2 separate regions of the Mus musculus genome follow, and region 2 is linked to region 1. A link is a contact called in public Hi-C data. All regions are on one chromosome and are shown on one strand. Each heading gives the region's core, a stretch centred on a gene start, on an enhancer-like site or on the middle of the called end of the contact. The rest is flanking DNA. Distances are from core to core; before and after follow the strand shown.

Region 1 (7,340 bases), core at 2,059-4,558:
AGGATGCTCTGCTGCAGGGAGAAGGATAATGAGAGTCACTTGCCACCGACCGGCCCGCAGAGCCATCAGACCTGTTTGTGGGCTCCCTAAACTCTGTGCTCACTCATTAGCTGCTACATCTGCTCCTTTTGAAAGATGTGACCAGGACTGCATGAAGGCTCCTAAAGGTGTCCTGCGATGGTTTCATTTACCTAGACTTGGCCAAGGAGGAAAAGGAAAGAGTCTCTCTAATCTCTGAACCTTCTGTGTTCCTTACATCCTGTTTCCACTATTATCTGCTCTGTCAATGTGCGGTTGTCCTCTGATAGCCAAGTTCGGTACGATACAGAGGTACCTCTAATTGACCTGGAATCCAGTTGGAGCAGTCCAACTCTCAGCTAGTTTGCCATGGATGAATGTTGAATGCAAAAAATCTTTTAATTTATGTGCTATTGGGATAAGAACATGCATTGCTGGAGGAAGGCCATAGTCCAATGAAAATAGAAAAGTTCTTACATCAAATAGACAATGAGCATTAAAATAATGAAGAAAACCATTATCTAAATAAATATATCTTTCTCCTAAAGTAATCATTGTCCAAGCCAACACAAATGGATAATTTTCTTTTCTGAGATCTACTACATTCCCCTTAAGAAAAATCATAAAATTGAAATTTGATCTTTCCATAGCAAACAGATGAAAACTGATGGGCATTGTTTGGTTCCCAGGCAACTCTTCCCATGTACATACTGTGTGCCAAGCATTTACCCTGAGCTCTGAAACCACATAGCCTGACTTTCCTTCAAAACGAAAAGGACATACTGCACCTCTGTTTCTATTGCAACACACTGCACACAAAGCAACATTCCTATCCCTTGACTCATAACAGGACACACACATCACTTGTCAATGCAGTTACTTTCGCTGACCACACCCACACACGCCCCACTGTCTCAAGTCCATGCATATGACTACAGAGGTCTGCAGCCCACATCTGCTGTCTACCCTGCTCCTGACAGCACCGCAGCTGTCTCTGTCCTGCCCCCCCAAAGACAAGTTCCAACAAAGGGCAGACTAGAGTTCCTCCAAATTACCTTGAAGGCGTTTGTAGGGATGCTTGTCTGGAATCTGCTGGCCCCTTCCTGCTGCACCCCATTCACCTTCAGAAGCCGTGCAAGTCCATACCTGCTAACACTCCCCTCGTTTGCATGCCTGCTTCTCTACAAAGTCTGTATTCTTTGCCTACATTTTACCTAACGAAAATGGTAGAGACTTAAGGAGACTGGAGGGTAGAGAAGGACGGTGGAAAGATAAACAGAATCTACTTCAGGTTGCATCTGTAGAAAAATATCGTGACTCAACTATTTTGCTAGTTTCATACAATTCAATCTAAAAATAGAGAGTGGCTTGATTTTTTTCCCCTGAAGTCAAGTAAGGAAACTACAGGTGGTGGCACATGACTATAACTCCAGCACTCGGGGAGGATGAAGAGTTTGAAGCCTTCCTGCACCACCCTGAAAGACCCTGTCTCAGAGAGGAAGTAAAGCAAAAGGCAGGCACTTGAGACTCAGTGGTGGTGGCTTGCTTGGTGTCACTGTTTGGGTGTAAAATGTCCCCTATAGACTCTTATGTTTGAGCATTTGGTCCCCAACCAATATCACCCTTTGGGGATGTAATGGAACCTTTGAGAGATGATGGAACACTGCAGGATGAAGTAAGTCATTGGGAACTGGCTTTGAGGTTCTACATCCTGGCCTCACCTACTCTTGTTCTCTCCTTCACCACCATGCTGAATTCTAAACTTCTGAAAATATAGGCCAAAATAAACCCTTTCTCTCTAAAGCTGTTTTGGCCAGGGTATTTTATCACATTAACAGAGAAAATGCTAATACATCTAGAATGTTCAAGGCCCTAGGTTAGATCCCCAGCACAGAGAGAGGGGCCAGGGAAGGAAAGAAACAACCAATCAGTTGGACTGTCATAACTACCACTTTCTCCAGCAAATTTGTTACTATGGGGATCTGCCTCTACAGCCCCAACAACTGACCACAAACAAATTTTGGAACACAAGCCATTCATAAGTTGAGGACTGCCTACAAATGATGCCCTTTCCTGTGTAAGACAGGCTGATGGATTGTGTTTACTAGAATTACACGATAAAGAAACCACAAAAAGCTGACTCCAAGACTCCAGATAGCCCTCCCAGCCTTCTGGCTCCAAAATATAATCGCAATCTGAGCCTGTCTGGCTCAAGAAAAAAATAAAATGGGATCAGGGCTACAGTCATACTCAGAAGGCTACAGAGAGGCCACGGATGTCAACCTGGAGACACTAGAAAGCCTTATTCCTCAGCAGACAGCTGTGGGGTGCATGTGTAAAGCAGGCTGCAGCCAGACCTGCCCACTGGAATAACCTGTGAAGGCTCCTAATTTTAGCCAGCACTCTAGGTGCTGAGTTCTTCCTTTACCCTCTCCCTATAGTTTGCAAGCCTTCCTAGAGCCCACAGCAGGCTTGATTGGCCCAGCTGCATGGAGGAACTTCTGGGACAAGAACCCAGCATGCTTTGGTAGTGTTCCCTCAGAATAAATAGTGACATCTTTGCATTTGCTGTGTTCCTAGAAGGAGCTCTCTCCTTGTCTGCTCAAGACCTATGTTGTCAGGAAAGCGTCTAACTTAATGACATAATGCATGACCTGATCTTTCCCCCCTCTACACAGATGGGGTTGACACACTATAGAAAGGAACCCAGCTGAAGGTGCTGAAGACAGAGGCCATGTCCTCAAGCACGGGGTCTTTTCTGCCAAGGGGACCCCCAATTTCTTTAATTACCCAGAGCCAATGTGGGACAGCAGCAGCTCTGACAGCGACAGTTGATTTGTATCAGTTCACAGATTTGTTGACTGAATGGTGAATTTTCAGACTCTAACCTATTTCCCTGCCAAAATAGACGGATAAATGTTATACTTATAAAAACAGACAGGGCATCCTGCACTTATCTCACAAGCACACATTTTCTTCCTAAAATTGTTTATGTCATACAGGAAAAAAAATATTAATCAATGCGGCAAAAGAAAGCTTGTACTCTGTTCAGCCAATTTCATTCACTGACGAAAGCAGAGCAGAACATAACAGCCCCCTTGTTTTGCTGTCTTTGTTTCCCATGTACTGAGCGAAATTGCCCAGGAATTATAAGCAGTTAGCAAATGGTGCATAAATGACCAAAACCAAATGACAGCTCCATGAACAGGAGCAGGCTGGCCCTAGCTGAGCCAAAATGCTTGAGTTCTGGAACAAGAATGGGGAGTCAAGTTCCATCCCTGGCACTGAACCCAGTTCACTATTGATCTTCAGTTGCCCTCACATCCGCGGCTTCCCAGAGCACACACGGGGCTTTGTGACCTGCATTGCAGTGGAAAGATAGAGGCTACTAAGCCAAGTGGGAGGGCTTCGGCTAAGCCAAGGCTGCTGGGAGGGCTTCTGCAAAGTGGCTCTCCCAGGGAGGGTGTAGCTCTCCAAAGGATCTCTCTAGAGTAGTGAACTATTGTTCCATTGTCAACCTTGGATGTCACAGGAATCGTGGGAGAAGAAACAGGCTGTAGAGAATAGCCTCTTTCTCCAGTGGTGCCAATGTTTTTGACAGCTTGATCCAACAGTATTAGAAACTTAAGCAGTGTCTTGCTGTCTTCAAAGGTCAGACCAGCTCCATCCATCTGAACTGCCTTCTCTGCTCTTCCAATCCCTTCCCCAAGCTCACTCGGGATTAAGCCATTTCATAAGCTGGGAGTCCTCATGTGACTCTGTCGCTATTGTTTAGGTCCAGGAAAAGAAGACTCAAACTGTCTTGTGCAGATTCTAGGTTCTGGCCTTCATCGTTTCACCAGAAACACACTTAGCCAGGCATTCTGCGTGCATGTTGAAGCCGGATTTGGTTGGTTGTTTAGAGAAGTACCTGTTTCCTCTGAAGCCAGAGGTGTTCCTAAGTGGAAGCAGATGTGAAGGGCACCTAGGCAACTTGTGCAGAACCAGATTTGGGATCTGCTCTCACGTGTGTTTCCTGCTCCAAGCCATTTCCCTGGAATGCACCGTGAGCATGTGGGACAGATCAACAGCAACTTCCTGCCTCGGTGGTAAGAGGGCTTTTCGTGATGTTCTCATGCTCTTGGGTTCACTTCATCTATTTTAACTGTTCAGCCTGCTGGGACGGGGTGTGGGGGGAGCTTCGCCAAGGAATGCACAGTGGAAGGGGAGCTGAGAGGAGGTGATTTTGTAGTATGTTGCTCTGGCTTTACTTTTAAGCTGGGTTTCCCCTTGCTCAGCAAAAGGGGACACAAGCTGAGAAGCTACAGGTACTGGCTTTTGGCATACTCTGTTCATATCTGAACTAGGGAACCCCAATTTAGACTAGGAAGTAGAATAGAGTGATCCTAAAATTTGGCTAAAACTGTAGTTTTAAACTTCTGCATTTTTCCTAACTAGTGAGCTTTTTTTTTTTAAGTATAGTTTTTCTCCTCCTTACCTGCTAACATCAAAAAGAATCAAAAAGTATAGGAACCATATATCTGTGCTTATTATTAATAAGAAACTATACTCCAAATTATCTATCTTCTTTCAGGATGACATGTGCCTCATCTTTACTTTATCTTTTCAAAGTCATTAGTTTGTTTTGGTTTTTTTCTCCCTCCATTAAAAATATCCCAAGAGGGGGCTGGGGAACTAGCTCAGCAGTTAAGAGCACTTTGTCCCTCTTGCTGCAGAACCAGTTCAATTCCCAGCACCTATATAGCAACTAGGAACTGTCTGCAACTCTCATTCTAAAGCATCTGATGCCCTCTTCTGGACTCCTAGGGTAGTACACACAAGGGGTGCACATATCACACATACACAGAGAGAGAGAGAGAGAGAGAGAGAGAGAGAGAGAGAGAGAGAGTTAGTTTCAGGTGTGGTGGTACATGCCTTTAATACTAGCATCACGAAGAAATATCTAGCCCCAAACATCAACAACAGCAGTGCTGAGAAACCCTGGTCTATAAATACAAATGGTCCTGTATATACAAAGTCATTCTGGATGTACAAGATCGGACAGTGGTGGCGCATGCCTTTAATCCCAGCACTGGGGAGGCAGAGGCAGGCAGATTTCTGAGTTCAAGGCCAGCCTGGTCTACAGAGTGAGTTCCAGGACAGCCAAGGCTATACAGAGAAACCCTGTCTCAAAAAACAAAACAAAACAAAACAAAGCAAAACAAAGGAAAACAAAAAACAAAAAACAAAACAAAAAACAAAAACAAAAAATATCACTAATAAATAATAGAGTCCTGCACCAGTGGTCATATAAATAGTACAGTAAAGGTACTATATACACCTGAGCGCAAAGTCTAAAGAGTCAGGATTTGTAGCTGCTCCCTTTATTTCAAGTTTGCCTAGCAACAGAGATGCCTAGTTAGGTGCTAAAGAATGTTGCTGCCATCTAGAGGAAGAGAGGAAAATTTCCTCCAAATGCCACACTACTTATTCCAAGACCATAAGCGGCAGGATCTCTGCCACATGTTTTTCTTTCATAACACTAAAGAGAGAAAAGAAAAAAATCACTTATCTCCAGTCTGAGTGTATAGTATGAGACTGAAAGCCTGTGTTTCTGATAAGGACACCAAGTGTTTGATTTTATTCTCATGCTTAACTGCAGTACAGAGTGGCCCCAGAATTCTCTTGTAAGACCTTTCTTTCAACACATCATTTTCTCCAGAGCATAGCCAGATAGCAATAAGTTGCAGGCCGCTTATAAATCACAGTGATCCATTCACTTTTACCAAACTATGAAATGTTAAAAGGTATATTAGCTCAAATAAAATGAATACAAAGAAGAACCAAGTTGTGGCTGGAGAGATGGTTCGGCAGTTTAAAAAAACATTGATTTTGCAAAAACATTGATTTTGCAGGACCTGTTTCAGTTCCCAGCGTACACGGGGTGGTTCCCAACCTTCTCTACCTATAGTTTCAGGCAATCTGAACTTCTAACTTCCTTGGACACCGGGCATGCATGTGGAACACAGACATAGATATGGGCAAAAACTCCTACACACTAGATGTGTGTGTGTGTGTGTGTGTGTGTGTGTGTGTGTGTGTGTGTGTGTGTGTGTGTGAAAGAGAGAGAGAGAGAGAAAGAGAGAGGGGGGATTATAAAATCGATAATAAGTAAATAGATGATAGACAAACAGACAGACAATAGACAGTAATAAGTAAATAGATGATAGATGATAGACAGACAGACAGATGTATAAACTAAAGAAACCAGGAAGAAAAACACAACCATGTCTTGAAAGACATAAGTTTTTTCTCTAAACAAACATAATGTGACCCCACACACACACACACACATGCACACAGGTAGACAGACACAAATACACTGACACACACATATATATGAACACACAAAGACACAAGATACACATTCACAGAGACAAGTACACATACACAAAGATACACACACAGCCTACAAATATAACTGTAGAAACAACTTCTCTAAGAACTTGAAATGTGTGAAAAGGTTTGTTCATTTTTGCTTGCTTGTTTGTTTGTTTGTTTTCTGTTTCCTCTCATTTCTGGAGAAGCTGTTGGACAAAATAAATGGTTCTTCCTCCTCACTCTCTCTATGGGGTATCCTTACTGCATCCCACCACTAACATCCTTCCTCCTTGAGGTTTCGGTAGAGCATCCCCATCACCTTCCACCTCTGACATTCCACTGTGACACAATATCCCATCCCGGTCTTTCTTCATTCAAGAAGGAAAGCCTTGAAGGAAACTTCAATCAGGACAAAAGAGAGCCTCGTAAATAAGACATGGTTCCAGAGCAGAAAGAATAATCTGATGGCCAGCAACACCCCTTTTACGGCTCATGGGCTACAGCCAGACTGATGGGAAAATGTTGCCTGAATAAACAAGAGATGAAGCAATAGATGTAGCACAGAGGTTCTCAACCTGTGGGTCACGACCCTTTGGGGGTTGTATATCCAATACTCTAGCTAATCTTTATCTTACAATTCATAACAGTAGAAAAATTACAGTTATAAAGTAGTAATGAAATAATCTTATGGCCTGGGGTCTCCATGTGAGGAACTGTATTAAAGCGTCACAGTGTTCCAAAGGATGAGGATCACTAATGGAAAGCAAGACACAAAATTTTCATAAGTTTGCTACATGCCAATTCCCCTAAGGACAGAAACGTGGGCGGTATTAACTATTACAAGGGAGAGCCCTTTCTTAGGAAAATGCATGACACTTTTGGGAACATACACTGTTATTAATGTTTATATTATATTAAGTATTAATGTGACAAGATGCAAAACTTGTCTTCACATTTCTCTG
Region 2 (7,340 bases), core at 2,211-4,710, 160 kb after region 1:
CAATGGAGCTCTCCAAAAGCTGTTTCTGATTAGTATGCTTGGCTCTAAAGCCAAACTCTTGACTTGAGGCAAGAAGCCAATTATTTCTAAGCAAGGTTGAATCTTGACCTTGAAAACATTCAGGGATTAGACTATTCAGTGAATCGGAAAAAAATGTTTTGGCTGGATTTGAGGTTTATTTTGTTTCTTTTTTTTCTTTTGAATAATTACCTTCTTCCTGCTAACCTTCAAACTCTAATACAATTTTTCATGTCATCCATATAAATGATCCTTCTCCAATGATTCAGGATAAGTTCTGAAAATGATTCTAATTCATACTTCTACCCTATGCCCAGGATACAAACACATAACAAAGAATAGTGCGCATCCTGGCACATGGAAGGTCTTAAATAGATTTTATCTAAATTGACCTCCTTAGTTTTATGCTTTGTGCTCTCCATTCTCTCACGTGGACCACACATTCAGCAAGTATCAGTACGTATCATACCTGTCTTGTGCTTCAATAACTGCAAGCTCGAAACCATGCCACTGATTTAAGCAAGTTCAGTAGTTAAAGGCATGGTGGCCCAATGCCTTTAATCTCAGATTCTGAAAGGCAGAGGCACATAGTTCAAGGCCAGCCTGTTCTACCTAGTACGTTCCAGGTCAGCTAGTCCTACACAGTGAGGTGATGTCTCAACAACAACAAAAAACAAAACTCAGCAGCTAAAGGCACCTGTCACCAATCCTAATGGCATGAGTTCCCTCTCCACAGCCCACACGGAAGAAGGAGAAAAGATTCTGCAAGGTATCCTCTAGTGCATGTGCATACACACACACACACACACACACACACACACACACACACACACGAGCATGCGCACACACAAGAGCATATGCTGAATAAACAAATGTACTTTAATGATTTTAAGAGCACTCTTCTAAAAGTTGGGAAGGCCAGGGTCAACGGGCTCCTGCCTGGCATGGGTCCTCCTGCTGCACCAACCCACAGCAAAAGGCAAGAGAACATGCAAGAGAAAGTGAGAGTAAAAGTCTGCACTCTCATCCTCCGGTCCTTCTAAAACCCACATCAGTCCATTCACGAAGACAGAGTCCTTGAGGCTGAAGCACTTCACAGAAGTCCCCCTTTCATGCTGCTGCTCTGGAGGTGACATTCCCAGTGCACAGGTTTTTTTGGGTTTTGGGGGGGCAGAGGGGTGAGGGGAATGTGGGGAAGCACATTCTAAATTGAGCATTAGGGATTATGACTATTATTTTTATGTTCTAAATCTCGCTATGAATTAGCAGTTATAAAGAGAGTTGTCAAAAGGTATATCCAGACATTGTCATCCTTGAAAGCACATGGTCATCGTTATACAAGGATGTACATATCCTTAGGCACGTCTGTCACTGTGGGGACTAGCTGCAGTTACAGATGGACATGGGAGTTCCCCTTCCGAAGCTGCTGCAGGAAAGCAGCTCAGCCTATCCTTGCACATCCATGACAGCAATTGCACTCACAGCAGCCGTGATATAGAGCAGATCAAGTGCCCATCAGCCCATCCTTGCACATCCATGACAGCAATAGCACTCACAGTAGCTTTGATACAGATCACATCAGGAGTCCAGCAACAGATGAGTGGATAAAGAAAACACAGTGTGTACACAAACCATGACGAGAAATGAGAGCATGATGTTTTCAAGAAAATAGATGCAACTGGTCATCTTTATGTCAGGAGAAAAAAACCCAGGCTCAGACAGGCAAACCCCATGTGTTTGCTTCTGTATGAAAAACCAAAAATTAAAAGTAATTGTGTGTGTATCTCGAAACTGAGAGGGGCTGTAAAAAGGAAGAGAAAGAGATCTTTAGGGAGGTAGGAGATAGGGTAAAGGAACATATTCGAAGAATACAACATAGGGCTGGAGAGATCGCTCAGCGGTTAAAAGTACTGACTGCTCTTCCGAAGGTCCTGGTTCAAATCCCAGCAACCACATGATAGCTCACAACCATCCTTAATGAGATCCGATGCCCTCTTCTGCTGTATCTAAATACAGCTACAGTGTACGTACATATAACAATAAATAAATCTTGGGGCCAGAGCAAGCAGGGCTGGAGCGAGCAAAGGTCCTGAGTTCAATTCCCAGCAATGACATGATGGCTCATATCCATCTGTACAGCTACAGTGTACTCATATACATGAAATAAATAGATAACTCTTAAACACACACACAAAGACGACAGCATGGTCTAACTGTGGAAAGAAAAGAAATGAGCTGGGGGGGAGGGGCAGTGTGGGGCCAGGGAATAGGAGGGCGTAGGGGAGTTGAACAAAAGAAGAAAAAACGTATATCACATATACAAAAGTACCATAAGGATGGGCTGACCAGCTCAGCTCCCTCCCAGGCCCAGCTCCTGGGCTCTGAGATTGGCCTGCCCACCCCAACATCTACCAATGAACTGCTGGAGTGCATGAAGGAGCAGGTCCTACATATGCAAAAATAAGCATCTCCATGACACAGGGCAACATCAGGATGCCTGAGAGAAGTCTCCGTGAGGATCCAGTATTCACAGAGTCGCAGAAGCCAGAGGCCTCCGACCTGAGCCAGGAGTCATTGCAATGAACATTCACAAGCAAAGAAGCAGGCTGAAGGGTACACCATGGGACACACTGTGACACAATAGAGATTTTTTTTCCTCTGTTGCGGGGAGGTTGCAAGGGTGGGCGGCAGGTACGAGGGGAGGGGGTGGTGAATGGGACTGGGTGGCATGATAGGACATTCACAAAGAAACCAACAAAAGGATAAAATGGACAGAATTGCCCTATGGCAGAGCCAGCGGAAGGACTGAAGGAGCTGAAGGGGGTGGCAACCGCATAGGAAGAACAACAGTGTTAACTAACCTGGACCCCTGGGACTGAGCCACCAACCAAACGCTATACACAGGCTGGTCTGAGTTCTCCAGCACATATGTAGCACAGGCTACTTTGTCTGGCCTCAGTGGGAGAAGATGCCCTTAATCCTGTAGAGACTTGATCCCCAGGCAAGGGGGAAGGGAGCACCCTCTCAGAGGCAAAGGAGAGGGAAGATGGGGCAAGAAATCTGTAAAGAGGGCGGGGGGGGGGGGCGGCAACATTTAGGGATATAAAAAATGAATAAGGAAAAGAGAAAAGAAAATTCGATAATGAGCCCATTACTTTGTATGCTAACCTGAAAAGATTAATTTTAAAAATTCCCTTTAACTAAGGCCTACCATGAAGCCATGACTATCTGTGACAGAAGCAACTGGAAGACTGGCGCTTTCCCAGGACTGTGGCTTGGGTGACAAGAGAGAAATCTGTGGGACACTCTGTAAATGGGGTGTGAAACCAGGATATGAACTACCCAGGAGTCACCTCCTTCTCACACATGAGCAAGTACAGCCTCCTTGCCTTCTCGCTCACCCGCTCGCCCGCTCGCTCACTCACTGCCTCCCTCACCACTTCCCTGGCAGCCAGTGAGGTGTTTTCATTCCAATGGGGCTTTTCCAGAGCCAGGAGCTCTGAAGCTGTGGAGCATCAGCAACGGGAACTGAGCAGCCAGCATCCAGGGCGCCTGAACTGGAGATCACCTTGGAGAGCCAGCCCTACCTCATCCTTGGAGCAAGCTGGCTTGGAGTGGACCTTGAACCTGGCTCTGCCTGCTTCAGAGCTGGGGTGTAAGCATACAGACCACTACATACAATCTAGCAGTCTGCAGGAAAAGCTGGCAGGTGGAATTTCATGCCTAAGTAAGTGGAAAGAACTGAGGTTGTAGTGGTCTTTTGGGGTTTTTTTTCCCCCGTTTTATCTGATGTGCTATTTCTTTTTAATCCACTTCTTCTAACATCCTGTTGGGCCTACGCTGCCTCTTATATATTTGGGGTTGGGGAGGAGGGACAGGAAGGGAGGCTGCAGGGAAGATTGTGATGGATCTGAACAGGAAATGTCTTTTTGACAAATGAAGGCTCTCTTCCCTTGCCTAGTTCTGAAACGCCTCTGGCTTGAAAGTTCTCCATATGCTCATAGCTGTTATTTAGGTACACCACGCAATTTCTAAACAAAGAGCTCCATTCTTGGCCCCCACTTACACAGCCTGCAACAGCAAGGCAATGTTCCACTGGAGAAATACAGGAGATCTAGGGCTGAGTGAGACCACAGGTCACAGAATAAAACGTGATTGGCAATGACAATAGGACGGTGTGGGTAGTCAGGGCCAATCAGCCTGCCCGAGAAGAAGCTTCTACCTGTTTCCAGAAAGTTCCAACATTCCCATGGGTGTTGCTTAGCTAGGCTTGCTATAACAAAGCACCCTAGACTGGGTGGCTTAAAGAGCAGGAAGGTAGCCTCACACTTTTGAGACTAAAGGGCTAAGACCAAGGTCTTAGCAAGGTTAATTCCTTCTGAGACTTTGTGAATCGGTCCTGTCTCTCTTCTGGATTCTGGTGGTTTTCTACCCATTGCTATTGACCCCCCGGGCTATCACCTTGAAATCCACATTTGTATCCATATACTGCCCTCCCCACGGGCATGGCCTATGACCACATTTCCCTTTCCATCCGCACACTGTGCAGCATGCACACACACAAACACACAAACCTCACTCGATTAGAGGTAAGCAGCCAGTGTTGGTAGATCTCTTCAGCCAGGTTCCAGAGAGAGGATCCATTCCTCTGTCTGAGCCTCTGAAGGAGGATTCCACAAGCCAAAGGGTGGAAAAGCGAGCTCACCTCCTAACCCCTTCCAACTCCTGATCCCGTCCACCTCCCCTCACCCCCTCACCCCCCCACCCCACCCCCCACCCCCAACTCCCATGCCATTCTAACCCTGGATGAATCCAGGCTCTTTTCAGCTCCCACCAGAATCACTTCAATTCAGTTTAAAATCAGGGAAACTACACCACAGGTTCTCAGCCTGTGGGTTGTGACCTCTTAGGACTTGACAGACCCTCTCACAGGAGAAGCCTAAGACCATCGGGGAAACACATTATATGATGCATAACAGTAACAAAATTACAGTTATAAAGTAGCAGTGAAAATAATTTTGTGGTTATGAGGTCACCACAACATGAGAAATATATTAAAGGTTGAGAACCGCCGAACTACAGGGCTTTTCTTCAGACGTGCCAGCTCTCTGCTCCAGAAAATTCTGATTTGACCCAATTTGGACTCACTATCCCAAAAATCATACCTACTCCAATAGAAGGAAAAGCTTGTGGTCAGCTCAGGGGTAGCCTAAGAAAAGCCAGTGGACACTTTTTCTGGGACACATGGGGCCCTCAAAAAGGTCAGGCCTTAAAAGGACAAAATCCTTTGTAACTGAGGGTGAAAATCAGCTCTGGAACACTGGGGCTTTGACACACGCACACTGGCTTTCGGGTACCTGCTCCCTATAGCAAAAGCTGCTACATTTACAACCCAATTCATGAAGGCTAAGCTTCCCACTTAAGGCGGCAGGTGTTTATTGGCAAATAAAATACCCAGCATCCACCTGAAACTGTCCCATATGTCCTTTGCGGGTATTAAGCCATTAAAATCCGGTAGCTGGTGAGATGGCTCAGAGGTTAAAAGCACTGACTGCTCCTTCCAGGGGTCCTGAGTTCAATTCCCAGCAACCACATGGTGGCTCACAGCCATCTGTAATGGGATCCGAAGCTCTCTTCTGGTGTGTCTGATGGCAGCTAGCATGTACTCATATAAATAAATAAACCTTTTAAAAATCAAATATTTAAATATTTGAAATCCACACAGCCGCTTGAAGCAGGTACAAGTATTCCCTCATTTTAGCAAGGAACATGGTGCACAAAGGCCAAGCAGCCCCCCTGAGCACACCCAACCTGTGAGTGCTGGAGCCTAGGTCTGAACTTTTGACATTAATAGTCTAGGTGCTGAACTGCTGCAATGGAGGACTAATGTAACTTTTAAGGAGTTGACAGAGCAAAACGTAGACGGAAATAACCGGAAGCTACAGCTGAACCGGAACCTGCTTGACTGTGCCACAGTAGCTGCATTTGAGAATGCGCTTTCTCCCACTCAACAAGCCTAGCCAGAGAATAAACAAAACTGTGTCCCCTGCCAGCCCTGCAGCATAGTGTGAACCGAAAAGGGGAGGCAGGGTGGGAGTGGGGAGTGGGGGTGGGGAAGGTGTGCCTGCTCCTATCAGGACAGCAATCTCTGGAGCTGCAGGCTGGGCTGTAATGTCCCCTAAGAGTCTTCCCTCTTTGCTTGCTCTTCCGTAAATGCAAATTCTAAAATGGCAAACAAACAAAAACCTGGCCCAGTTTCTACTTAAGAGTGTGATTTCCACCTGTGGGAAGAAGAGTGCTGCCTAAGCCTCCCACACTTCCGTGCGCAGCTGTCACAGACCTTGACAGCCTCACCTCAGAGCCGGGAGGATGCTGGGACTGGCTTCTTTGTTTTTGAGTCAGTTCTTAACTCTTGGGAAGAGAGTTGACCATCATCCCCTTGGAAAGCACTCAGAAGCCCTCCCCCTCTTTAAACCAATCTGGACTACAGCATCTGTCAGTTTCACCCCCAAGGTTACTGCTGCTCTGCAAATGCAGGGGTCAGAGTGACTACAGCTGCGCACTAAGTTAAGCTTAACAGCCTTGTTTACTCTAGCAGGTTCCTGGTAAACAGTGCTGGGGCTGGAGAGGCTTGTCCTGTTTACATTAGCATGACAGATCCTAGTTGGGGGTCCCAGAGCAGGGCAGAGGCTGTGCTCCCCCCAGTGCCAGCTGTTTGAAGAGCCTGTGTTTTGAAGAATGGTGTTTATGTAAGGAACCACTGTTGATGTGATCTCTCTATCAACTGTGAGCTTGTGACGTAGATGGACGTTGTTCTATTTCAGGACCTGCCAGGCCCCCCCGAAAGAAGAGAATCATCACTGTGTGCAAAGACTAGAAGTCCCCCACAGGTCACCCTCCATACACAGTGTGACCTTCATGAGTTTCAGGCTTTGTGTCAGCACTTCTTGACGTCAGCACTATTAGCATTTGGACAGGATAATTGTAGAAGCTGTCCAGTGCATTGTTCAGCTTCCTGCAGCATCCCAACCCTTCATGTCCTTTGTTACTTCTCCAAAATGGGGGGAGAGGGCGGTGCAGGGGAGGTTAATGTGTGTATGTCGGGTGTGTGTGTGTGTGTGTGTGTGTGTGTGTGTGTGTGTTTTGAAAGTATAGTATCAGCATGTGATTCTTATAGTTGATTTATAAGGAAAGGAACCTGACTGTGAAAATCAAACCTCGATTAAGACCAAAGGAGATGATCACCAAAGACTGATCCATCCAGAAAGTTGTACAGAGACCCTGTTGTAGGTTTTGTCAGAGGAGAAGTGAGATGTTGGTAC

Evidence for each region. A called contact is a pair of places that touch in the nucleus more often than the background predicts.
Region 2: a Hi-C map of cortical neurons shows a contact between it and region 1, with 3 times the contacts expected there. The contact joins two enhancer-like sites. A contact is called at or near these places in 80 of 484 Hi-C or Micro-C datasets (the 3T3-L1 cell line, 3T3-L1-derived adipocytes, the AML12 cell line and 49 more), 8 of 115 datasets of contacts at active chromatin or transcription factors (CD8 T cells, T-cell acute lymphoblastic leukemia, bone marrow-derived dendritic cells and 4 more) and 1 of 9 other capture datasets (embryonic stem cells).

Annotation. Positions count from the first base shown.
Region 1 is chr13:111,232,648-111,239,987 of GRCm38.p6, forward strand. No RefSeq gene overlaps it. Among named protein-coding and RNA genes, the nearest start is that of 3110015C05Rik, 6.9 kb to the left of the region's middle. Within about 2 kb of position 3,309, at least 66 of the 459 cell types and tissues checked have an H3K27ac peak or open chromatin away from gene starts, as enhancers often do. A contact at or near this core is called in brain, cerebral cortex and cortical neurons, where this site is marked.
Region 2 is chr13:111,391,136-111,398,475 of GRCm38.p6, forward strand. No RefSeq gene overlaps it. Among named protein-coding and RNA genes, the nearest start is that of Gpbp1, 95 kb to the right of the region's middle. Within about 2 kb of position 3,461, at least 13 of the 459 cell types and tissues checked have an H3K27ac peak or open chromatin away from gene starts, as enhancers often do. A contact at or near this core is called in brain, cerebral cortex and cortical neurons, where this site is marked.